Regions from separate parts of the Mus musculus genome. Here regions 1, 2, 3, 4, 5 and 6 are each linked to region 7. A link is a contact called in public HiCAR-type and promoter capture Hi-C data. All regions are on one chromosome and are shown on one strand. The core of a region is the stretch at or near the end of the contact, and the rest is flanking DNA. Distances in the headings are between cores, read along the strand shown. Region 1 holds the start of Snph (syntaphilin). Region 2 holds the start of Entpd6 (ectonucleoside triphosphate diphosphohydrolase 6). Region 3 holds the start of Fkbp1a (FK506 binding protein 1a). Region 4 holds the start of Tmem74b (transmembrane protein 74B). Region 5 holds the start of Nsfl1c (NSFL1 (p97) cofactor (p47)). Region 6 holds the start of Nanp (N-acetylneuraminic acid phosphatase). Region 7 holds the start of Napb (N-ethylmaleimide sensitive fusion protein attachment protein beta).

Region 1 (3,427 bases), core at 56-2,555, 2.9 Mb after region 7:
TGATATATTAAAATTGTACGGATCATCTAGCCCAGCCTCTGCACTGAACAGACAAGCAAACAGACACCCACACCCCAGAAAATAGTAAGATGGCTACTTGGAGCCAACCAGCAAGTTAAGGCCCAGAACCTCAGCCTATCTCACTTCCTTACACCCCTTGACTTGCAGAGACCAGCATTTTCTGGGAAACTCCTCCAGCCCACCCAAGTACCCCCAGGTGGGCAGAGAAGGCCAAGGCAACAAGCAGCATGTGACCAGCCTCGCCACCCCTGCAGCGTTGAAGCAAGGGAATGTGGGGAGTTTAGAGGCTGGCAGGTGTTGCAAGCCGTCTGGCTCCCTGCTAGGGAGTGGAAAGAGAAAACAACAGATACCCTGGAAGCTCCAGGGAGACTGAGGCAAATTTCTCACTCTAGGGATCATGGGAAATTCTGCCAGATCTACTGTAAGGCTCTGATGTTTATCAGTGGGCAAGATAGGAAGGCAGTCACAGGCACTTGACCTTGTGGTGGGTGTGCTGTGCGGTTCCAAAGAGAAGCTCACATGTTTGCAGAATGCCAGAAGAGAAAAACAAACAAGAAGGGCGAGGGGTTAGTTCCCTAAAACCCATCTACTAGATGTCAAAGACCTTGGGCGTCTTCCCTACTGAAAACAGCATCCTCTAATTAATTAGTAAATTTCACGCTAGGGAGAGGGGTGCTTACGAGGATGTGGGGGAATGGAGGGAGGCTAGGGATGAGTCACGTTAATCCCCTCCTCGCCTGGTACCTCTGCGGGATCGCGCCACCGCAAGCGGTCTCAAACTGACCCTGGCGGCCGCGGAGCCACGGAGGCCCCCTCCCGCTCCGCCGTGGCCTCCTCACCTGGGTCCACTCGCCCTCCGCAGTCCGGCCGGCTCGCACGACTCCCGCGCCGCTTGGCGCAGCGCCTCTGCAGTCGCTGCAGCAGCCGCCTGGCGGTGATCAGCAACCTGCGGCGGTGGGGAAGAGAGAGACAGAGGCGGGTGAGCGCCGGTGGCCGCAGCCCGCAAGCTCGGAGGACACGCTGCCCGCCGCGGGCTAGGGCAGCTCCTGTGCTTGGCCGGCGCCCCGCACCCCCGCAGTTGCACTCCTGGGTGCGGCGGGTGAGGCTGGGCGGTGGGCCCGGAGGTCCCCGGGGTCCTTGTCATCACCTGCGAAGGCTTCCATGGTTTGGGCTGCCCCCAGGAGGGCAGCCGGATTGCTCTCCCGAGCCCCAGCTGAAGGTGGCTAGCGGGTGCTTGCTGGGGCTGGGGCTGCGGGGAGGGAGAGGTGGAGGGCGGGGAAGGAGAGGTGGATGGAGGGGGATGAGCCAGTCGGCAGCTCGCCGGCAGCTGCGTAAGCCTCCCGTCTTCACTTTCCTTCTTAAAGAGATAGTTGGTTTCGCTCTGAGAGCCCTGGAGCCAAGACATCAACAAGCATGCATGGGGTCCTTTATTACCTCCAACTAGCTGTTGCTCAGAGGTGGGGGATGGGAAGGACTTCAAAGGGTATCTATCCCTTCAGCTTCTGGGCCTCAGTATCTCACCCCTTGGCACACATTAAGTAGTAGTATTATCTGGACGCCTTTAGAAACATTTTTGACCCCCTAAACCAATTTGTGAATGTCAGGAGTTATTTAATGCGAACAGCTCTTGCCTTAAAAAAAAAAAAAAAATCTTAAAATCCCGAAGGTATTTAAGAAATGTTATCCTTTGCAGTATTAAAACAGTAAGCTGGAAAGTTGGGCAATAAAAAGCGAATTAATCCTTATTGTGGGTTTGTCTCCTGCCTTTTACCTGACATCAAAGGGCTCAAGGGACCACAAAGTCCAGGAAGCTGGATTTCTAGCGCTCCCATTTCTGGCCGCCATAAGTTAACTTGCTGGCCTGGTTTCTTGCCTGCCCCACTGGGTGCAGTAGGAAGGGGCTCCCTTCTTGAAGCAGCCCTTTCTGGTCAGCTGGGCCTTTGCTCACTACCTTCTGGGAAGTTTTCACCTTGCTGTCTTGCTCTTATTCTAGCTCAACTCGCTGGTGTCCTCTCACATGACTTTGCCCGCCACTCATTTTGCTCTTTTGCTCTTAAATTCTTCCTTGCTGGGCCTCTACCCCCAGCTTTTATTTGCTAGTTCATGGGTTTGGAACAACCGAGACGTCCAGTTTGCTCCTTGGACTCCTCAAAGTCTCTGCTCAGACACTGCTATCTCAGGGAGGTCATCTGCCATTGTCAACTTGACTGAATTTACAGTCGACTCGGAAACATATGTTTGAATATGTCTGTGAGGGTGTTTGCAAAGAGATTTCCCTAAGGAAAGAAGAAAGGCCCACTTTGGACGTGAGCTAGGGCCCGGACTGGATAGGGTGAAAAGAGAAAACTCATTGCGTAGGAACATTCATCGCTTTGCTTCCTGACTGAGGACACAACGCGACCATAAGCTTTCTGCCATGTCTCCTCTGACATGATAAACTATATTTCCCTCAAACTACAGCCAAAATAGTCCTTCCCTTTTAAAGTTTCCTTCTGTCAGAGATTTGGTCAAGGTCCTGAGAAAAGTAATAGACCTTTTCCAGTCAACCTACAGAGCGCACCGACCTCCTCTTCCTTCAGTCGCTTGTTCTTGCTGTATGTACACATAAACGTGTGTTTGTGTGGGTGTAGGTGTGTACCCCGGAGCTTGTATGTGTGTGGGTGTGTGTGCACACCAGAGGTTGTGTGGATGGGTGGGTATATGTATGTACACCAGAGGTCCTTTTTAAAACCACTCACCACTTTCGTTTTTGAGACAAGGTCTCTCAATGAGCCTGGCTGGAGCTCACTCCCTGATTCACTACACTAGTGTGGCCCTGCCTGGCTTCTTTACCTGGCTGTTTAGATTCCCATGCTCACTGGAAGGCACTGGAGTGGCTGAGCCACCTCCCCAGCAATGCCCTCCCTCATGCATTTATGTCTGAGTTTTGCTGTTTTAATTATCTGTAACTGAAAAAAGACAGTTAGTTACTACCTGTGATAATCTACATCACCTCCCTTAGAATGTACACATTGTGAGGGAAAGAACATTTTCCTCTTGCTATATCTTTAGTGCCTAGGACTGAAGCTAGCACATGGAAGATGATCAATAAATGCTGGCCTGGACTGAACTTGGTGCCTCTACTCTCTACCCATGCTGAGTTTTCCAACAGAATTAGCAAAGCAACTTCATTAATTTACATTAAGTCTCTGCACTATTGGCCTGCTATTTCAAAAGTAGCTTTGTAAATATTCATAATACCTACCCAAAAAAGCATTATTTTAATTTTTTCTATTTCTTATAAGTCAAATCTTTTTCTATAGTGCATTTTTATTAAATCTACCAGGGTTTCTTTCTTTCTTTTCTATTTTTTAAAGTAGTAAATGGCTATGGGGGGGGGCATTTGTTACACCTTCTCTCTATTAAA
Region 2 (3,587 bases), core at 30-2,529, 2.0 Mb after region 7:
TAGAGAATTTGAGAGAAGTATTGTGAAAGTGGAGAAGATGGTAAAAGATGTGAAGGCAGAAGACAGAAGCAGGGTCCTTACAGGTCCACGAACAAACTTCAAAACACTAGAAAATTAAGTCAAAACTGTGAGGTGCAGTTTTTCTACTACAAGTTAGCAAAGAACCCAGCGTTTGGAAGGACTCCACCGTTGAAGACGTGGGGAACCCATGCTTTCACACATTATTTGTAAGAGTGTTAATTAGTACAATAACTGAAGAGAAAATTGAGTCGTATCTCTGGAGTTGTATTCAAAGAGCATATAGTTTATCATAGCCAATTCCAATACTAAGACTCTCTCCCACAGCACATCCATAGTGAGTAGCAAGATAGTCAGTCCTTGGGATGCTGTAGTGCTATGTACAACAAAACAGCCAGGGAAGTGGGGAGGGGAGAGCTTTTAAGATCCGCCAAATAAGAGACCATATAGACTTCCGTTGTAATCAGATCTTGGTGGTTTTATTAAAGTGAGACAAGGCAAGGTCCAATGAGCTGCTCACATGCTGTTTACAATAGTTTCGCGGGACTAATAGCGATTGCCAACCCTACTCTCACACAGTATCCCCGCACTCTGTGGTTAGCATCCACCCACTCACTCCCTGAGTACCCCATCTTTTCATTAGAAATCCTTGCTTTTAGGCTTTCCCAGCCGATAGACAGGGATGTCCTCCAGGAACAAGACCAGTGTCCTGCACCCCAATGTATAGATGCCATCACGTGGGCAGGAAGAAGCGGAGTCCTGGTTCGGTGGGGAAAAGACAACTTGGGAGATATTCAGACAAATGAATTAGGGACATACATCCAGAGTCTCGCTGCAGTTAGGAGCTGACAACCTTGTGGCTTCTAGGAAGACATCAGAAAATATGGCCAAGGATAAAGGACGCTTGATAGCACCGCATTCTCTATTGTGAATGCATATCCTATCACGAATTCCCTTGAAAGTAAAAGAAGCAACTCGGGTGTGGAGGGATGCAGGAGGAAAGCCTACAGAAGGACGAGGTGATGGATGAGATTGAAGTAACTCCTACTCTAGTCAAGACAAGGCTCTGTTCCTCCCACACCTCAGGACTTGTTAGAAGGATCCAAGATAAGCAGGAGCTCCAGAGCCCCCTACTGGCAGAAAGAAAAATAAACACCCAAAGAGCACATGGCTATTGCGCCTGCGTGGCTGGCAAACGCCATGGCACACGCGCATCAACGCCGTCCTGCCCACCCGGTGACGCAAAGTGCACGTAGGCGGAGACAGCTTCTCGGCGTCTGCTGGGGTTTGCTTCCACGCGTTAAGGCTCTGTTGACGCGGACCGGCGCTGGAGAGCTGGGCGCGCGGTGTGTGGTCGCTGTCTGCCTCCGGCTACGCCACTACCTCTCCTGCGGGGCCGAGGGAGCCGTGCAGGGTAAGCGGGGCCAGCGAAATGTGCTTGGCCCGGAGGACTGACTACGGTTGGTCTCCCCACGCGCGCGAGGGACGGGGTTCCCCGTGGTGCAGTTCCAATGCCTGATACCTCCCTGGGCCCGGAGACAGCTCCGGGGGGAGGCCTCGGGGTCACTTGCGCTCTCGGTCCATTCAACTGGCTGTCTTTCCGACCCTGCTGCGTAGCCCTCGCACGTCTACAACACACCGTGGGACTCGTGAGCTATGCTGTAGGCCAAGCAGCAGGGGTCTCTGCCCGAGTGTAGCCCACAGCCCTGCCGCGTCCATTCATTCTGCTGGCTTGTGCTGACCCGCCCCCAGCAGAACCAGGCCCAGGCGCCTCCCCTTCTGCACTGGATAGCCCAACTGGGAGGCTCAGGAAACCGGGGAAACCCTGTGTTCTGATTGTGTGGAAGGTGGGAACGGTGGTGACATGGAAGAACTTACCAGGGGTCAGGGTGGTTCCACCTGAGTTGGTGTGTGGCCACAGGTGCTTCAGGTTAAAGGAGAGAGAAAGGTCCAGATGTAGACACCCAGAATGTAGGACAGGGAGTCAGTGAGAACACATTTTTATTTTAAAAGCATCAGGAAGTAATTGGTTTTGAGACAACATTGCTGAGTAGGTCACAGTGGACACAGCCCTTCACCCTGAGAGTATATCCCCCCCCCCCCAAAAAAAAATCAGTCACCTGAAAATACCTGGTCCTTTTGTGTCTCTGCAGATCCTGTGTGGTGAGGGGCGTAGGGAATGCTCATAGCCAGAATAGGAAACTCTCAGACAGTGAGGAAGGAGCTTCCCTAGGGAGAGGCAGAGGAATGTGATTACAGGATCTCTCCTGGGGTGCTGCAGAGCCATGAAGGGGGCTGAATACCTAGCGTTGAGGGGAGGTTTCCCCATCCCTGTTACCAGCGTTTTAACAATGTCCTTGAAAATAATGCAGCAAGCATAAAGGTAAGTCTGAATATTGCCCGCCCCCCTTCTCCTGCCCTGGAAGAAGTGTAGACTAAGATGGTGTGTATCTGAGTCCCATCTGGAGCCTCATGGACAGAACGAACCTGAGAGTTACACAGCTCTCTCTCTGTGTACTTAGGTCTGGAAGAACCTACTGGCCCATGCAGGCATAGCACCCTGCAAAAGAATCAGGAGGAGGCAGTCTTCACCGGACTGTTCATCTATCTATATCTATATCTATATACATATAGATATAGATATAGATATAGATATATGTGTTTTTTTTTCTTTCTACAACTACCAGGAGAAATACATGATGCTTTGTTAATATGCTTTATTTTTGGACACATGTGTAGCATGTGCAGCAGTCATTTCCCACATAGCTTGGTTCCTGTCTTTTAATGCAAACCTGAAAAGATCTGGCAGCTGCCAGTTTGAATCAGATGGAGCCTATTTCTGAGATCTAGCCTCCCCTCCTCGCTCGCCCTCTAACATTCTCTGACTCCCGCATCTACCTGACAGGAGGTGGACCTCCCCAAGTCACCTCTGCTTGCCTCTGTGTGCTGCTTCCTGTTCCGGTCCACTTCCTGCTCATTCTCCACTTGGCTGTAGTTCAAGCTGCTGCTTCTGCAAACGCTGTTCGGCAAAGTGCAAACTAAGGTTGAGCTGTTCTCGGTGAGCTTTTTGGGAGTCTGATCAGTATACCACCACTGGGTGTGAGACGTAGCTAGAGAAAAGTAGTCCTTCGTGCACTACCCCTTAGCTGTGGACAAACACTTCAACCCGACAGAAGAAAGTTGATGTTTGGAGTTGAGCCTCTGAAACATGGACACCCTGTGGACCAGTTTGTCTGGTTCTGGTCCTGTACCCCCTGGATATGATGTTCTGTTTGGATTGTTCATATCATCCAGAGCTTGCTGATATGTAAATGCAGTGATTGTAAATGCAAATTGATAAGTGTTGTCAGGTTGTATAAAGGTAGAGTCTTGTATTTCCAGGTTGGTGTAGGGCGCTCAGAGCACATGATGAAGATGTTCGGGCTGGGGAAGGCAGTGGTAGTAGGATTTTAGCAGAGGTTTTAGGATAGGGTCAGAATTGGACAAAATTGGCCCAGTTGATGGCTGAACATTCTGGGAATGGACAATAGTGTGTGCGCAAAGGGCCTGGGATGTGTAGGAGCTGAGTT
Region 3 (3,600 bases), core at 1,051-3,550, 2.8 Mb after region 7:
CAAACTAGCAAAAGGAGAGCTTTCTCAGAATGAAATGAAGGATCATCTAGATTTAGATACTGTGAAATATAGTTGAAACTCTTTTATATTTATTGTGTGAGTACATATGTACGTGCAAATTTGTGTGTATGCCTATGTGTGGAGGTTGTGTTAATCCAAAAGATGGGAGGAGAATTAAAGCAGGCTTTTTTGTTTGTTTATAAAGGCTGCCTCTCCCCAAGGCAGAGTTTGAGATTGGATGTGAGGAAAAATAAGGCTTTCATAGCTCAGGGGTAGGGAATTTCCAGATGGGGGATTTGATGGGCAAAATATGTGGAGTTATAGGACCAGAGCAAACAAGTCAGCCCTCATGATCTCTTGAAACAAAGACATGGTTGCAAGATGGGAGTAACAAGGTAGTCATAGTCATAACAAGGTGGTCATATAATCTTTTGAAACAAGATGGTTATAAACAATTCTTTGAAACAAAGACATGACTGCCATTCCTGGAACAGGCAGTACTGAACTATTTGTAGTTAAGATTACAGGTGAGTCATAGCCCAATCCTTGAAAAACAGAAGTTTAATCATAAATAGGAATGGACCTCCTTTGTCTTTATGATAAGATGGCTTTTAAGCCTAAGATGGTTGCAGGCTGGATCTTCATTCCCTGCTTGTCTTCTGTGTCCCTGTGAAATCTTTGGTAAGGTCTTAGCATTCTTTATCTGGGTGAAAACAAAATTTGGAGCATATCAAATGATGAAATCATAAATTATACCTGTTTGGTTAGCATAGATAAAACCAATATTTTAAGGCCACATAATCTTGGTATGCCAATAAGTTCTTTAAGTACTTATTTTGTCTCCTTTGCCAGGGAGTTAGTTCCATTAGACCTAATATTCCGACCCTTTGTTGAGAACAAGAGATGTATTCTCCTCTAAACCTACTTCCTGCAAAAATTAGGATGCCACTGTTAGAGCCCAGTAAGGCTGGGGTATTACCCAAAGGCCAGGGTGGGCTAGGGTAGTGAGGTATTCATCCGAAGCTGGTTTGCTGACCCAGATGAAGAGACAGGAAGTATCACATCGACTAGACTGATTTATATCAACTTTCAGCAAGTCCAGGACTTTTTGGTTTTGTTTGTGGAGCTGTTGTGGTGTAGATCGCCTCTGGAGCAGTTTATAGTCCCTAGATTGGGATCTGACAGAACCAGAAACCAGATGTCACCAAAAAAAAAAACATTAAAAGTTTCTATGACTTACCAGAGGATGCCTCCATAAAATAAATACATATGTTTTTAAGGTGTTGGTGGGTTGGTTTTTGATCCTGCTGTCCAACAAACTGGAGGTGTGTGCTTTCTCCAAGGTGTGCACCCCTAAGGTACAATTCCTCAGTCCCAGAGGGCCAGAGGGCAGGATCCAGCTTCTGAATTTCTGAATTCAGCCTAAGATGGAGGCAGATTGGTTCAGCTGGACACGTGGTCTTTGGGAACGTGGTCTCTATGGTCTCTGTCTACCTCTTTTAATACAAGGTTTCTCACTGGCCTGGAGCTCACTGAATAGGCTAGACTGACTGTGTTCCTATCCTCAGCACTGGGGTTACAGGTCTGCACCAGCAACCCTGGCAGTTTTATTTTATGTGAATGAGTGTTCTGTCTATGTATCCATCTGTACACCGAGTATATGATTCCCTGGAACTGGAGGTAACAGATAGTTGTGAACTGCCGTGTGGGTGTGGGAATTGAACTCAGGAAGAGCAGCCAGTGCTTTTAACACCCGAGCCATCTTTCCAGCCCATTAAGTTTTTATTCTTTAAAGTACTGAAGGTATTCAAGCAAAACTCACAAGAGCCCCATACATACATATATGACTTTTTTCTTTTTGTTTGTTTGAGACAGGGGTTATCTTCCCTTGCTGCTCTGGAACTCGCTCTGTAGACTACACCAGGGCTGGGATTAAAGTCGTGCGCCACCACTCCCCTCTCTATTTCCATATATTTAATATATACGTATTCGTGGAAGAGTGGGCTTTCACGCAGGCTAGTGTTAATACTGACTCTTCCAAGAAGGAGCTCGGAACCTAGGGCCACTTACAGACGTTTCCTTGGTTCCACAGGTACAAGGCCTACTCACAGCTATCGTCCTTACAGGGCAATTAGTTAGGTGTGCGCAAGTAAAGCATCTCTGAGTGAGCTCGTCAGTAGCTGGTGGGCCCGTTATTACTGCGGCGTCTCCGAGGCGGAGAAACGCAGAGGAAAACCGGGAGTAGCCAACAGGACGCGCCTTCCGCCGCAGCTGCATCCGGGGGTCTGTGGCCTCCGGACTTCCGGTCCCTCCGCCTAGCTGCCCCGCTTCAGGGATGTGAGCGCCTCGCGCAAATAGGGCGGGGCGTGCCGTGCGGTGCGGTGCGCGTGCGCAGGAGCCACGAGAGGGACGAAGCCGAACCTCTGAACCGCCGCCAGGTCCGCTCCGGCTCCACGCCGCCCGTCGCGCCGCCACCCGCGTCCTTTTCCTCCTCCTCCGCCAACGCCGCCGCCGCCGCCGCCGCCATGGGAGTGCAGGTGGAGACCATCTCTCCTGGAGACGGTGAGTAGACACCCGCCGCCCGTTTCCCGGCCGCCGCTCGCAGCCACTCACCTGCAGTCTTGTCTCTCCTCAGGGCGCACCTTCCCAAAGCGCGGCCAGACCTGCGTGGTGCACTACACGGGTGAGTCGGACCGGCCGGGTGGGGCCGGGCGGGAGGGGCGGCGGCTGGGGAGTCGGGGCGTGGTGGCCGCGTGGCCGGCGGCCGAGGCCTGGGCGGTGGCCATGCCCCGAGGGACAGGCTGGGCCCGCCGCGCCGAACGGGACATGGGGTTGGCGCAGTCTCGTCCGCCCTGAACGGTGTGCGGCCCCGGATGCCGCAGGGAGCCTACTGTCCAACCGTAGAAACTGAGGCTGGGGCGAACTCATCGCCTGGCGGAGGTCACACGCTCCCGGCCAGGGACCCTTCGGGAAGATTTGAACCGTTTCTGAACCCCGATGGCTTGATGCCTTCTTCGTGCGTCGGGATTCTTCCTTCAGTAGATAGAAGGGGAGAAAATTCCTAGTCTGCCCAGCCACCCTTTCCCAGGGAAACCCTTGAATTCACCTTTCTGGGGCGGGTGGGAAACGACCCACTTGCGAAGTCATTATTGTGGCTTCACGTGCCCTCTCAGAAATAGATAATGCAATGTCTATTTCTCTTTGACCCACTTGCAAATCTCAGCCTCCATGGCAGTGATTTCCAGACCAAAGGATGTATACCATAACATTTTCCTTTCCCCTTTCTGGGAGTAGAGACTTTCTCACCCCCATTTTTAAAGATAAAGGAAACTGGGGGGTCGTGAATGCAGTGCACAGTAACTAAGTCAAAGGAGATTTTAAAGACGCGCATACTCAGCCAGAATTGAAGCATCAAGACTGCTGGCCCTGGGACCATTTTTTACTCCATGCCCTTACAAGGTCTTCCTGGGTTGGGGAGGGGGAGGGGGAGCTGACTGTGCCTTCATAGCTAGGCAGAGTGGTGTAGCCACAGCTGATATGAATCGGCTTCCCTCCCCCTCCTTCCCTTTCCCACCCTTTCCTTTGTCCCCCTCCCCATCC
Region 4 (3,319 bases), core at 701-3,200, 3.0 Mb after region 7:
CTGTGGGTCATTCTAGCTTTCTCTACAGGGGTCATATTTATCTAAACAGTGTTGCTCAATCACTTGGAATATATTTCTGGTCTTGTAAAACCAAAAAAACCTGAGCTGGACAACCAAAGGTCAAATTCACATGATAAAGGGGATAGAAGGTTAGCTAACTTTCTACTCCGACTCTTCCACGTTGGAGTTCCCCCTGTCCTGAGAAGAACATCCTTCTTGGCCTTCAAGGCTTTGCAGAGACCTGGCACAGCCCCATGTCCTGCCATGCTCCTACCTTGGTCTCCCACTGTGACCATACCCCCTCCATGCCCACGCTCACTGTGCTCCCTTCTGCCCCAAGGCCTTTGTCCACGCTAGTCCTCTGCTGGATCTCTCTTCCTTGCTCTTTAAATACTTGCCATCTATACAAGTGCCCGTTGTGGCCCAGTCCCCTCTTCTGCTAAAATGCTATCCCATCCCCAAGACTCAAGCAAGCACCCTGCCTGAGACGCGCACAGCACAGTGTACCTTTGCTTGTTATCCCTCACTGTGGCTACAGCACTGCCTGTGTGCATCCCTTTTCCTTCTGGAATATCACCGGAGTTTCTTGAGGGCAGGGACGGGCTCTGCTTAGTTGCAAGTATACAACAAGAGCAATAGCTGTGCACCTCTCAATTCTTTATTTAAAGAATAGATATCAAGGGCCCTTTTTAAGTCTCGGGATACACCAGGGAGGGGAACAAAGTCTGTACTATACACTTGGCTCTTTTTTGCTTTGATTTTCTTAGTTTTGATTTTGGTTTTCCAGACAGGGTTTCTCTGTGCAGCCCTGGCTGTCCTGGAACTCACTCTGTAGACCAGGCTGGCCTCCAACTCAGAAATTCACCTGCCTCCCAAGTGCTGGAATTTAAAGGCCTGCATCACTGCTACCCAGCGTGTTACTTATTTTTAAGCAGAAATGATACTGAGCAAAGAAATACACTATCAGGAGCTGATGAATGCCCTAGTGAGAAGTTCTGAGTGAAGGCAAGCAGGGTGCCAGAGCGCTACTCTTTTTAAGAAGATGGCCCAGGCAGGTGGTTCTGAGAAGGTGACATGTGAGCAAAGACTTGAGGGAAGTGAGGGAAGAGAGTGACCACTGAGGATGTGCTGCAAGGCAGGACTATACAGGGCAGGGAGGGAACTGTGGACACTCTAATGGCTGGGATCTCATGGAATTCTTGAGTCCATTTACAGATGGGAAAAGGAGCTTAAAGAGAGAAGTTTGTACGAGGTCATACACCTGCGAGGGGTGGAGATGGCACTGCACAGGAATCTGGTGCCATTGCCAGCTTCCCTGTAGAGATGCAAATCGCTCAGGCCTCTCAAAGAATAGAGGGAGACAGCTTTGGAGGCTCAGCACGGGGCCCACAAGGCTTCCAAGACAACCTTTGTTCTCCTGGTGGGTGAGGACTGGATGCCTTTGGAGTAGGACCAGTGAGCCTTTGACAGTGAGAGAGCGACGAAGCCAGGGCAGGGATTTTCTCACCTTAGCTGTCTTCCTGGATGTCAGAGTAGCCTCCGCTCACACTGGCAGAGTACTCAGGGTCAGCAGTCATGATTCCCTTGGACAAAGGTGGACAATAAGGTTCAGAAAGATGATAAGACTTACTTGAAGCCGGCCACGAAGTTTTCCCGGAAACCATAACCTTCCCTTACTCACCAGACCTCTCTTTGGGCTTGGCCTGGGGCCCCCAAGAGGAAGAAGTTCCCTTTAAAACAGAAACCTGTGCACCTGCACCGGGCTCCACAGGTCAGAGGAGTGCCTAGATGGACGAACCCCAGTGTGTCCCTGAGGAAGCCAGACAGGCTGCCCGGCAGAAGGAGCTTTGCAGGTGGCTTTGGAGCTCAAGAGTGTGCGTGGCCGTGGACAATGACCCAGAAGGACACCCATCAGAAATAGAGGTGGGTAGAGGCTTCGTTTCTGCCTTCACGTGGCGCCCGTGAGCCATCGAGCCCCACGCAAGGATGATACTCCGGATCTACAGACCTTGAAGAGGACCCTGGGTCCTACCTGGGGTGGGTAAAGCATCCCCGGGTGCCGCAGGGTCTCCCCAGAGGCGGGGGAGGGGTCTTCTCCCCCGCCCCTTCCTCGCCTCGCCCCGCCCCTGTACCCAGCGCCGCGGGCTCCTTGCCTAGGGTTTCCCCGGCCAGCGTGCGCGGGCGAGACAGAGGTGGCTCTAGGGGCGGTGGGGGCCGGGCACCCGCAGCCGGCTCCCTCCCCACGCTAACTCTCCCGGCGCCCTCGCCCGCCGCGGGCGGAGCTCGATCGGCGACGCTCCAGGATCCTCCGCTCCCGCCCTGCCTTATCCCTTCCTTCTCGGAGCCCCCCAGCGGCCGACGCGGTGCAGCCCGGCGCGGCGCGAGCAGGTACGTGCGCCCGGGCAGCCGCTGCGGGCGGGCCGGGAAGGGGGCGGGAGCCGGGGAGGGCGAGGCAGCGGCCGGGCCGGGATCTGCGCACACCCTCGGCAGCCCGGAGCTCTGTGCTCCCGCGTGCGGAGACTAGGGAGGCCCGACACGGCTCCGCACGCCGACCGCGAGCCGCCGGCGCAGGGCCCGAGGCGGGGAGTGGCAGCGAAGGACAGCTCGCCTGACCTCGCGGCCCGCCGAAGGACACGCGACCGGGGCTCCGTGGAGCACGCCGGCCCCGCCGAGCCCCAGCCTCCCAGGGCCGCCCCTCTGCGAGCGCTGACCGTCCGGGTCTGGCCTGCTCTGGCCCGTGGCGTATGCGGTCAAGGGCAGGAGCAGGGGGTGTGAACTGCGGGCCGGCGGGCGCGGGGGAGGCGGGAGGCCGGGGTGCTGGGGCTTTCCGCGCAGAACTTTGGGTATAACCGCGTGGACCTGCGTGTATGCATCTGCGCGCCTGAGGCTTTGTGTACTACGAGTGCGTGTGTCTGTCGATTGGGTTTGCGAAGCCTCACCCAGCCTGGCAGTGTGTCCAGCTCCGGGGTGTCAGAGTGCGCTATGGGTGAGAGTGCTGGACTTGGGCAGGTCTGGGTGGATCCTGCTTAGATCTCAGTAGTGCTAGAGGTAGTCTCCATTCCTTTCTCCCTTTCTTCCTCCTTCTCTCATCCCGCCCTCTCCCTCTCCTGATTTTACCCTCTTGTGGGTACCACCACCAGAGTGACCCGAGAATCTGTGAGTCACACTTAGTTCCCGGGTCTGTGGGCATTGCTGTGGGAAGCGTCCCGAGGACAGTGAGTGTGGAACAGGGCGGGGGTGGGGGGGCTCTTGCCTTTCAGGAACTATAGGACTGCAGATACAATTACAATAACTGGTGTGGCTTCGGGCTTGGAGTGTG
Region 5 (3,300 bases), core at 645-3,144, 2.8 Mb after region 7:
TTGTTCTGGTGGTGGTGGTGGTGGTGGTGGTGGTAGTGGTGGAGTGTGTGTGTGTGTGTGTGTGTGTGTGTGTGTGTGTGTGTGTTAGTCTGGAAGCCATGAGTATTGTGTGGAGTGCCCTGGATATTTGGGAGAACATGTGGAATGGACTAACTGGAAGCTATAGGTTCTGGGTACATTTCATACCTGAATGACAAGAAAGTCAGCTTTAAATTGAAACCAGAACTTGACCACAGGTGGAGCTGTGGGTGATGCTGTGTATATGTAGAGAGACAGCGAAGATAGAGGCTTGGTCAGTCTTTCTCCAAACTTCCAGGCTAGGACATTTGTTTAAAACTGGGATTGAAACTATAGCCTCTCCCATGACAGGCAAGGCCTCTGGCACTGGGCTGCATCCTCTGCCTTTTAGCATGGATTCACTTTCTCACCAGGTTTAGTTTTGTTTCCCAGACTGACTTTAAATATGCTCTGCAAGGTCACTCTTTCAGTCTCAGGCACCTGAGAAGCTGGGACGGCAAGGCCCAGGTTGTACTTTTCATTAGGTGTGGTCCTACTGAACCTCTGGTTTCTGTCTTTACCTGTAAAATGGGAATACTAACCTCTACCTAGCAGAGGTTTATTTTATGATGAAATAGATAATAATGTGAACACAGCACCTTCAGCAGGCTAAGGGAACCCTAATGCCCTGCACCCACAATTATTCCTATAGTCTTCTTGATAGCTGTCAGGCTGGGCAGAGGGCTGACTATGAATCGGACCAGCATCAAAAGCAGATAGGGTTCTCCTTACTGCTTCTCTGCAATGTGTTAGGTTCCAAATGGCCTCTGTGGGCCTTTTCAGTTGGTTACAGTGGGACTGATCTGCAGTTATACCAAAGGACGGTATTCACACCAATCCAGTGCTGTCGCGTTTGCAGCCATGCCCGAGGCTGGCTTAGAAGTTGGAGATGCCCCTGGCAGAGCTACTTCCTGCTCTTCATTCTCATAGTATGACTCTGTGGAACAAAAAGACTGAAAGGGGCTCTTGCATAGACCACTCCCTGTGAGATCCTCATTGTCTGATCCATGTGTTATTTCATCCATTCACTTATTCATTCATTCACACATTCATTAGTAGTGGCTTCATGCACAGTGAATGTGGCTCTGAGTCAGGCATAGGAAGAAGAGGAGAAAAACAAAGCATATAATCAGCTGACAGGAACCTCACTGAACACTCAATAAGTTCTGGTAGAATAATTGCTGGTCACCAACTTAGCAGATTGTAGGATGGTAACAGTTTAACCTTGAAAATGAGGGATAAATAGATGGACTTAGGAGGCTCCCAGCTTCACTTGTCCCCACTTTCACTTGAGGGGCAGCACTGTTGGAGAGAGAGCTCTAAACTTTCTCTGTAGGTGACACATGTCCATCTTACCTCTGCTCTGAGTCTCCTTGTCCTGGGCCAGCCTGCCAGTGGCAATGCAATGGTGATTTGCTAGATGCTGTGGAAAGTGGCAGGCTGAGACTTATACTAGTTTAAGATAGGAAACCATGGGGATGTGAGCATCGGTTAGAACTGTTAGGGTCAAAGGACATAAGCAACAAGAAGACAGGATACTTTGTTTTATCTCTGTTATTTCCACAGCCCTTGGAAGAGCATCAAGCCATAGACAGCGTAATGCTTCAAGAAGGAAATTAATGTGCAAATAAATAATTAACGAAATAAAGGGATGAGACCATGAGTAATTTCCAGGATCTGATTTCGGGACTACTTCATCCTGTGGGAAAACCAGCCCCTCCCTACTCACTTCCATCGACCTTCTACTTCAGCCATTAAGGTGAGGCTCACATAGGGGCCACCAGAGGGCGCGAGGCGGCTAGGTTTCCCACACGGAGGGCTTTTCCTGTGGCACCGCATTGGGCGGAGCCTACGAGCAGGCGCCCAGCGGCTGGACGCGGTAGAACGGCGGGCGGAACGCAGACCTGGGGTTCGGGCTGTTGCAGTGTCCGCCGGAGCGGTTTGGGAAGTGCACGGGGCGAAGATGGCGGAGGAGCGGCAGGACGCGTTGAGGGAGTTCGTGGCGGTGACTGGCACTGAGGAGGACAGGGCCCGTTTCTTCCTGGAGTCGGCTGGCTGGGACCTGCAGGTAGCGCCGCGAGGCGGGCCGCTTCGGACGGGCTGGGGAATACGGAGTGCGGCGTCGGCTCTGCGATCCCTACGCGGCCGAAGCGCACAGTCATCCCTGCGGGGCTGGGCCCTGCCTGGCCCAGGCCTCATGGTGCCTGGGGTCGCTTGCCACGCGTCACCGGCCTGGCTTGGAAGTTCATGGAGGCGGGCGGGCCCTGCTTTGCAGGGCCTCTGTTTTCCTGCGGGCTCGCAGTGTTGGCGAGACTTTGGGCGCTGCCGCAGTCCGCGTGGAGTCGTCGCCTGGGGGCGTGGCTGCCACGGCGAGTGCCTGCGGGTGGCCGGGTGGAATCGAGTGCCCTGCTTCCAGATGGAGCCCCACCGAGGTCGCGGTGGCCTTCCGATTCCGCTTCTGCAAGGATGCTGTGCTGGTGGGGGAAACCCTGCAAGGCATCAGCCCACGCCCCACTCTTGCCTAATTGCAGGGAGAAACTACCTGTGGGATTGTGGCGCACGTTTGGGGTCTCTGCACATTTCGTAGTTAACTGTAAAATGGGAATTTCTTAGGACTTACTGTCTTGTTCACTGGCATGTAGTAAATAGTCACTAAGGAATTAATTTAGAAGGCAAAGCTCCACCAGGCATAAAATGTTGCACACTTCTGATCCCTAGAGCAACACCCATCTCTTATTGCTCAGAAACACAGTAATTAATGTTAGAAAGAATTGATTGCATAAATGTCCTTGGCCAGCCTACATCTTAGGTAGATGACGATGACTAATATTTCTTGAGTACCTACAACAAGCCAGGCACTGTTCAGCATTACAGAATGTCTCATTTACATGTCTCACATTGCAGCTGAGACTTGGAGGATAAATAACTTGCTGAAGAGCTAACTACTAATTAAACAGGTAAAGACTAACCCTATCTTATGGATAAGGAATTGGACCCTCAAAGGGACACCGAATGTGCTCACTGTGTGAGCTTTCTGATGTAACCATGTCTACTGACTGTAATATTTAGCTTCCCAAACATTAGGGATCTTTATTCCTTTAACTCTTTCAGCACTCTGGAGGCAGAAGATCTCTGAGTTCGAGACCAGCCTGATCTACATAGTTCCAGGAGTAAATAGTCCCTCTTTCAAAAACATAACAAACAGAAAGATGCTCTTAAAGGCGCTGTGAAGCCTCTGTGCTG
Region 6 (3,638 bases), core at 331-2,830, 2.3 Mb after region 7:
GAGACAAGAGTGGATGGGGACGCAGTTCACTGAATGAGCGCTGGATGGTACAATCTTCCCATGTATGGCATGAAAGCTACCTGACAGTGTTATGCAGACTAATGCTCAAATTTACGAGGATCTGAGGCTAGGCATAGACAGGGGGTCTGCTGAGGCACCGAGTACTGGGAGAATTGTGATTCAAATGTGAGGTTTAATAGACCTACTTAACAAGAACCAGCCTAACACAAAACCTGAGTCTCAAAACACGGGCCTCAGCTGGATAAGAGCACCTGTTGAGTGTGCCCTGTCTGCAGTCTGAGATAATGGAGGCAGAACACACGGAAGTATGTAACGTGTGAGGGTGTCACAATGCACGGGGCAATCGACAGCGTGGAAATCTTCAGTTAAGACTGATTCCAAGTGTGGGGAGAAGTAGCTCAGGGGAGAACCTGTCTCGGATGGCGAGGAGGTAGGCTCAAACCTCAGAACCAAGAAAATAACACACACACACGCACACGCACACGCACATGCACACCCCAATTCAAAATACCTAGTGACGTTGGCACTTTGGGAGCCACCTAACCACTTGGCAAGCCTATTGTATTCTTGTGGCAGAGACAGAAGCTACGTCCCAGTGAGTGGATTTGGAAATACAGAGAAGAGAGCCCTGATGGAGACAACGGGTGGCAATTTTCCTTAAAACATAGCTGTGCAGAAAAGCACAGTCCAAGAGAGATGTAGGGTTAAAAAATTTTAAAGACCGACACGAACAAACTGTGGGTGCAATGCAGCAAGAAATGTGGAAGGTTTAAGATCCAGATAAACAAAAAACTACCTGAAGACGCATAAGACCCTTAGTATTGAAAGGGCAGGCATTTTTTTGTAAGTGGGCTTTCCACATCTGATACTCCTTCGGTTTCTCCTTGAAGCTGAAGGCAGGGGATGGAAAGTAGGGGTGGGTTAAGAGCAGGACTGGAAAAGGAAGATGTCCGACAGCATCTGTAGCTATAGCTAGGAGGGTGCAGATCAGCAATGCCTCACTAAAAGACTGCCCCCTCAGCATTTTATGTGCCGAGGGTCTCAGCACCAGAAAGCCCGGAAGGCCACAGGGAGGCCTGCAGGGAAAAAAAAAATGCTATGATGTAGGTTAAGTCCAGGCCCGCCTCTCAGAGTTATATAACTTCCTGGGCCAAAGCCTTGTCTGAGCCTCTTCCCCAAAACCCACCGCAGCCCATCTCGCGCGGGGCTGCAGCAAGAGGAGGGCGAGGGGTCTCGTCCCGCGCCGTCCGAGCCCGGGTGACCGCAGGTGGCGGCGACTCTGCAGTCGTGGCAGTTCAGAGTCCAGCACCCGGCCCCACGCGCGGGAAAGAAGCTCCACGGGCACGCAGCGGGGGGACTGAGGGTGCGGAGCGGAGTGCTGGCCCGGCAGGGGAGGGCGACGGCGCGGGGACGTTACCTCCAACATGCCTCTCCTGCTCGCCCCGGCCGTGTCGATGAGTGTGTTGTCCAGGTCAAAGAAGACCGCGCGGACCCGACTCAGCCCCATAGCCTCGGCAACCCAAGCAGCGCGCGAGCCGCTTCTGCCGCGCCGCGCATGCGCAAGGCGGTCAGGAACACCTGGGCGGAGTCTCGGAGGTCACCTGACCCTTCCAAAGCTCCGGGGTCTCCGTGGCAAGATCGCGCGAGATTCGGACACTAAATTTTATAGGGTGCGCGTGCACGAGAGGTGGATGAGTGTTATCAAGGCTTACTGCTGTGTGTGGGTGGATGGTCCTCTCCGTTAATGGCTTGGTGGGCTTGCTTAGGGCTGAGAAGGACATCCGAGCCGTACTGGAGAAACTCTCCAGACCCTTGGCTGGCCTGTCTTTCTATGGTGACCGCACAGTCTCCATCAGGAGATGGGGCAGGAGAGTGTGCCCACCAACCTCGGAACCTAGCTGCCCGGTGACTTTAGCGCTTCACTTCTTGCCCACAGCCTTGTAGGAACTAGAGCCTTCATCTGAACATCCTTTGAAAGATGCTTAGAAGAACTGAAGAGAAATGGGAGTCTCTGCAGTGTCTGCCGAATGGTTGTTCTTAAAAATGTGTATTTGTGTTTCTGTGTACGTGAGTGCCTGCAGAGGACAGACGAGGTCGTCCTGGAGCTGCAGTTGCGGCGGCTGTGAGCTGCCCACTGTGGGTGCTGGGAACTTGGGTCCTCTACAAGAGCAGTATGAGTTCTTAACCAGTGAACCATTTCTCCAGCTCCTTTCCCTCCATCTTTACTCATTTTTCTGAAACTCTGCAGCCCAAGTCTTGTGTGCCTATTAATTGCATGGTTTTCTGTAATTTCTAGCAAGGAACCGAGACTGTCTGTTAAGAACCCCACAAGATAAGTAACAAGGTTTGCCTTCTGTTGGTTGAAATCAACCTCTAATCCTTTTTTATTGATGAAATTTGGAGTCACTTTCACTAACCTGGAACTTATTGGGTCAGCCAATGCCACAGACCTGGTTCTGAGCTTTCGAATTAGGATTGGTTCTTACATTGTAAGTTATTCAGAGAAAATGAGAAAGTATTTCATAACATGTGAGAATTGATTAAATTTAATTGTCTATAGTTTCAGTTTTTGTTGTTTGTTTGTTTGTTTTGAGACAGTGTCACATTGAGTAACTGATTGGCCTGGAGCTAGCTGTGTAGACCATGCTGGCCTCAAATTCAGAGTGATTTGCCTCCCTCTGTCTCCCAAGTGCTAGTTCTCCCAAGTACCACCACATCTGGCTTGAATTAACTTCAACTAAGATCTTTGTCTATACTTGAATGATACTGGCTCCAAGTGGCTTCTGTTCATAGTGAACTGTACCCTACCTGGGTAATATATACAAATTGTGAAAAAATGGCTGGGCCTCCAGCCAGTCAGGCCCAAACCGCCAAAACTATGTAAGGTAAAGGCTGACTTCAGCCAGTCATATTGTTCTTGTCTTTTCATTGGCTACAAATTTAACTTTGAGCTGTATTGTGTTCATAAGGAACTTGTTGGCCCACCTTTGCTTGGCTGTAAAACTTCCTGTGTTTTGAGATAAACTTAACTCCTTTTGGGTGTTTAATAATTGGAATGCAGCATCCTTGAGTCTATGTAGTATACTTCTGCTTTTGCCTGACAGTGACAGAGTTGTATAACTTGACTAAAGACTAAGATGCTTAGCTCTGTACAGAAAAAAAAAAAAAAAAAAAAAAAGCTCCCATAACCTGAGGTACACAAGTCACAGATGGGTTTCTGATGCTCAGTAGAAAGAGATGAATGGCAGACTACCTATAGTTTTTGTATTTTATGGAGCAGAGTCAGAGTTGATGACTTTCCCAAAAGTGTTCCTCCTTTAATAGACTACCCTCACCGATGCAGTGGTGGTGAAACAGTTGTGTGCACTTAGGCTAGCAGTCAGCCAAAATTATGAATGCAATATTTGTAATTGCTTTTTGTAGTTGTGTCAAATATCATAATAGATATACAATAAGCTTCTGATGGACACATGGATCTTAGAGACATGGGTCAGGTCTTCGCCTTCTTCTAATGTGCGTATAGAATCTTGTTTCAGTCAGTGAAAAATCTAACCCTAGACAAGCTATTGCAGTCTATGTAATCAATCCTAACAGAGGTTTGTCTGTCTTTGGGATAC
Region 7 (3,555 bases), core at 708-3,207:
TTATAAACTCATTGATTATTAATCACAAGACACACTGGATTATAGCAGAAGAAACTGAGGCCCAAAGAAGCAAAGCTAACCTTTTCCAAACCCCACGGTAACAACCTGGACTGCTGTTTCTAAGTGACTCCACACAAACTGAGCGTGGATGGGAAATGAAAGTCTTCCTACCTGGCCTGCCACTGACAGGGCAGCAACGGCCCAAAAGATGTTTCTTCAGAAATAAAGATTCCTCAAAATCCTTTCCGATGAGTGTCTCAAGATTTGACATAGTTTCCTCAAAACAGTGCTCCTCTTGACCAAAATTAAATGTCCATAACTGGCTCAAGGAAGCACATCCCGATGTGGAATGTGTATTAACATCATCTCCCAAGGTGAGCTACTCTGCCATTAAATTTCACACAGACTGAATGCAATCCAGTGTGTGTTTTGTGACTCAGACAAGAATTAGTCTTTGGCACTTGCAATGCTCCTTGTCCCTTTGAAAGAGGAAGCAGTATCTATAACTTACACCTACACTTCCAAGCTTCATATTACATGAGAAATTTAAGAACTAGCAGAGACAAATGCCCTTAGGGGTCTCCAAGCATGGTCTCCTTCTCTATCTTGGCAGACCATGGTACCATAAACTGTATCAATGTGACTCTAAGCATTTCCTGGAGATGCAAACATAATGGGGCTCAATTAAACTATTATATAATAATTAATGTAATTAGTAGTCAGATGAATGAAGTAAAAATAAAAGTCAAAGTTCACTGGGTACATTTTCAGCACTTAAGTGTCTATACTGAATTTTTACAGAAACTGCGTCTCACAATGCAGCAGTTTAGTATGTACCTCTAGTCCCTCTCGATAATTAAAATCTGTTCTTGGTACAGATCTTTCACTTTCAAATGGGAGAAAAAAAAGAAGAGGCACACGTAATTTCTACCGCTGTCATAAACAGCTGAATCATTCGCATAATCAACAGCCCAGAATTCTTCCACAAGCTCTCAGGGCAGGTTTTGCTTTTTGAAAGCTCAGAATGTAAACCAAACCCTTCCCTACCAAGATATGTAAGAATTAACAAAATCACGGGATTCCCAAAGGATACTCTGACTTTAAAAAGGAGCAATGTTACATACAGTTCATCAAACGGGAAGCCTGAACTACGGATACAAGTCACTCTGGCAAATGAAAAACACACCAAGGAGGATATGATTTCAAGGCCCTTGAGCCAAGGCCAGCGGGCAAGTGCCCGGGATACAGGGGCGCAGACTTCGCGCTCCCCACGAGCCACCAGCTGCTGCCAAACTCCAGGTTGAATTCCAGAACCTCACAGTCCTGGCTCCCCCGGGGGATTTACGGGCCCAACCAGGGGAAATGAATAAATCTGGTCCACCAGGAGGGGTGGCATCCTTGAAGAGGCAGCTTGGCGCGGACCCTGGAGCTAGCACCGGACCGTTGGCGACGCATGGGACTTGGGGGACCACAGAGATCTCCGAGGACGCGTAGGTGTTCTGGGTTGTTTAAGGGTGCCTGGGGATTGTGAGCTAGAGGTTCTCCGGGTGTGGGTGAGGGGTGTCCAAGGCCTGAGGATCCCCAAAAGGTTCTGGGGCTTGCAGTGTGTGCTGACTGGAGAGACACCCCAGACACGGCCCAAGGGATGCGATGAGGCCCTGGATGCTACGGGACCCAAAACAGAGCGTGGGCCACTGGGAATCCCGTAACCCTAAGCAGTTGCGCGGGGTACTCTGCGGTGGCAGCCGGCTGGGCAGGGGATCGGGCACCAAGACCCCTAAGGGCAAGACCTCTGGCGCTCACCCGAACAACCCTCGGAGGAAAGAGTGGGAAGCCTTCACTCGCTTCTCGGCCTCCGCCATAAGCTGGACCGCTTCTCGCTCCTTCCCTGCGTTGTCCATGTCACCCGCTGCAGCCAAAGCCTCCTCTGCTGACTAGCTAGGCTCCCGGGACGACTTAGCCCTCCCTCCAGCAGGTGCGGACACGCAGGCGCGGCACGCGTGGCCTTTCGGGATCTGTAGTCCTACATTCCACCTTAATGCCAGTTTGTCAGAGACCACAACTACAGTTCCCAGCAGGCTGCTGGGCAGGGCCGGGCGTTCTCCCGGACTCCCTGGAGGAGGGGGAAGGGGCGTGGCCTTCTGGAGGGGTCTTGGGCCTTGGACCCTTGGAGGTAGACTTCAAGGTTGAGAGAGAGAAAGAAAGAGAGAGAGAGACAGAGATAGAGACAGAGACAGACAGAGAGAGGGAGACAGAGAGACACTCTACAAGCAATACTGCAAAATTTAATCTAATGCAGCAGTTCAGCTCAATTTAGTCAACCATGTGGTGCCCCACCTCCCAACTCTGCCAGAAAAGCAGCAACAGCTGGCCTAAAGAGCTATTTTTAATTTCTGACAGCAAGACATTAAAAATGCATCATCATCCCCAATATAAATTCAGAGTTGATTTTAAGCGTCCCCAAACTACAACTTTCCATTTGGTCCTCTTGTTTAAAAATGGATTGCATATCTTTCCTGTAGGCACAATCTACTCTTGTTATTGACTGAATTCTATTAAATGGCTATAAGCCAGTGAACTCTCTTATGCTTTACATAATGCTGGCTATAGTGGGTGGATCTTGACAAAATTCCTGTCTGCCAGGAAGACTTCTAATCTACTAAATATCCATAGATAGATGCAATCCTGTGCCAGTGACTTCTAGGCCTGTCCCAGAGGGAGGTGTTTTTTAATACAATGTCTAGACCATTTATGCTTGGCAGTGCTACTTCTTAGGTGGTGCAGCAAATAGAATTACTGCCAAATGAGAGTTTCTGATGATTTAAAACTCTTCATGAATACGCTGTAGGAACTGGCAAGCAGAATTTGTCTAAGAAAATGAAGCCTGTTTTCAGAGAACATAGCAAGAGCGTTTAAACTCCTGGAAACAAGCTACCAAAACTGATGTCACAGTGTGGCATGATCCAACCATAGCAGGATGCTCTCAAGATAGAGGGGAATATCGGCTCTTGGTGCATAGTTTTTTTTACAACTACTATGAGCTTGTTTTTTTGTTGTTGTTTTTTTTTTCACTTTGGAGAACTGATTTGCAAGTTTGGAGCAGGAGGGTAGACGGAGGTAGGAAATTGGAGGTGGCAGTGGATGTTGGATTGAAGAGAGAAAAATTGCAAAAAGTGAACCAACATTGGCATTTGAAAAGGAGTCAGTTGGGGAATTTGGTGGATTGAGTCAACTCCTAAGCATCATGGGCAGCAGCAGTGTGTTGATCAGAGCAATTCCCAACCCTGGCTGAATGGAACAACTCTGCAGGATAGTCAAGAAATATTGATCCCTCTGCCACTAGTCTTTGGTGTCCAGATCTCCACTCTACCCTATTCTGGAGTTAATCATTCTAAATTCTAAAGCTTTGGATGAAAAGGAACCAGAATACATTCTCCCAAAGCACACCTCAAAAACCAGACATTTCACTCATCTGCCTTTAATGGATGCTCATTCATTCAGACTGTGGCACCTACCTTACAGTGGCTCTGGGCACATCCTATTCAATGGACATTC

The links. Promoter capture Hi-C pulls out the DNA fragments that hold promoters and counts their contacts. HiCAR-type assays count read pairs that join an accessible place to other places.
Region 1: a contact with region 7 is called in a HiCAR-type map of astrocytes, with 4 times the contacts expected there. The contact joins the promoter of Snph here to the promoter of Napb in region 7. A contact is called at or near these places in 2 of 39 promoter capture datasets (hippocampal neurons and maxillary cranial neural crest) and 1 of 115 datasets of contacts at active chromatin or transcription factors (astrocytes).
Region 2: a promoter capture Hi-C map of liver shows a contact between it and region 7, with 3 times the contacts expected there. The contact joins the promoter of Entpd6 here to the promoter of Napb in region 7. A contact is called at or near these places in 6 of 39 promoter capture datasets (embryonic stem cells, hippocampal neurons, liver and 2 more) and 1 of 115 datasets of contacts at active chromatin or transcription factors (astrocytes).
Region 3: a HiCAR-type map of astrocytes shows a contact between it and region 7, with 6 times the contacts expected there. The contact joins the promoter of Fkbp1a here to the promoter of Napb in region 7. A contact is called at or near these places in 5 of 39 promoter capture datasets (frontonasal cranial neural crest, hippocampal neurons, liver and 1 more) and 1 of 115 datasets of contacts at active chromatin or transcription factors (astrocytes).
Region 4: a contact with region 7 is called in a HiCAR-type map of astrocytes, with 9 times the contacts expected there. The contact joins the promoter of Tmem74b here to the promoter of Napb in region 7. A contact is called at or near these places in 2 of 115 datasets of contacts at active chromatin or transcription factors (astrocytes and embryonic forebrain).
Region 5: a contact with region 7 is called in a HiCAR-type map of astrocytes, with 9 times the contacts expected there. The contact joins the promoter of Nsfl1c here to the promoter of Napb in region 7. A contact is called at or near these places in 4 of 39 promoter capture datasets (cranial neural crest, frontonasal cranial neural crest, hippocampal neurons and 1 more) and 1 of 115 datasets of contacts at active chromatin or transcription factors (astrocytes).
Region 6: a contact with region 7 is called in a HiCAR-type map of astrocytes, with 9 times the contacts expected there. The contact joins the promoter of Nanp here to the promoter of Napb in region 7. A contact is called at or near these places in 4 of 39 promoter capture datasets (cranial neural crest, hippocampal neurons, liver and 1 more) and 1 of 115 datasets of contacts at active chromatin or transcription factors (astrocytes).

The regions. Positions count from the first base shown.
Region 1 is chr2:151,631,288-151,634,714 of GRCm38.p6, forward strand. It overlaps Snph (syntaphilin), which reads right to left and starts at 1,306. Exons shown (of 6, transcript NM_198214.3): 1 at 1,169-1,306; 2 at 861-967.
Region 2 is chr2:150,747,802-150,751,388 of GRCm38.p6, forward strand. Entpd6 (ectonucleoside triphosphate diphosphohydrolase 6) reads left to right here and starts at 1,280. Exons shown (of 14, transcript NM_172117.5): 1 at 1,280-1,432.
Region 3 is chr2:151,540,183-151,543,782 of GRCm38.p6, forward strand. Fkbp1a (FK506 binding protein 1a) reads left to right here and starts at 2,301. Exons shown (of 5, transcript NM_008019.3): 1 at 2,301-2,562; 2 at 2,636-2,683. The coding sequence starts at 2,526. Gm14167 (predicted gene 14167) reads right to left here and starts at 2,289. Exons shown (of 3, transcript NR_166213.1): 1 at 2,071-2,289; 2 at 1,241-1,422; 3 at 544-703.
Region 4 is chr2:151,700,058-151,703,376 of GRCm38.p6, forward strand. Tmem74b (transmembrane protein 74B) reads left to right here and starts at 1,951. Exons shown (of 2, transcript NM_001160363.1): 1 at 1,951-2,388.
Region 5 is chr2:151,492,288-151,495,587 of GRCm38.p6, forward strand. Nsfl1c (NSFL1 (p97) cofactor (p47)) reads left to right here and starts at 1,895. Exons shown (of 10, transcript NM_198326.3): 1 at 1,895-2,125. The coding sequence starts at 2,021.
Region 6 is chr2:151,037,799-151,041,436 of GRCm38.p6, forward strand. Nanp (N-acetylneuraminic acid phosphatase) reads right to left here and starts at 1,581. Exons shown (of 2, transcript NM_026086.2): 1 at 1,439-1,581. The coding sequence starts at 1,528.
Region 7 is chr2:148,730,463-148,734,017 of GRCm38.p6, forward strand. It overlaps Napb (N-ethylmaleimide sensitive fusion protein attachment protein beta), which reads right to left and starts at 1,958. Exons shown (of 11, transcript NM_019632.3): 1 at 1,804-1,958. The coding sequence starts at 1,901.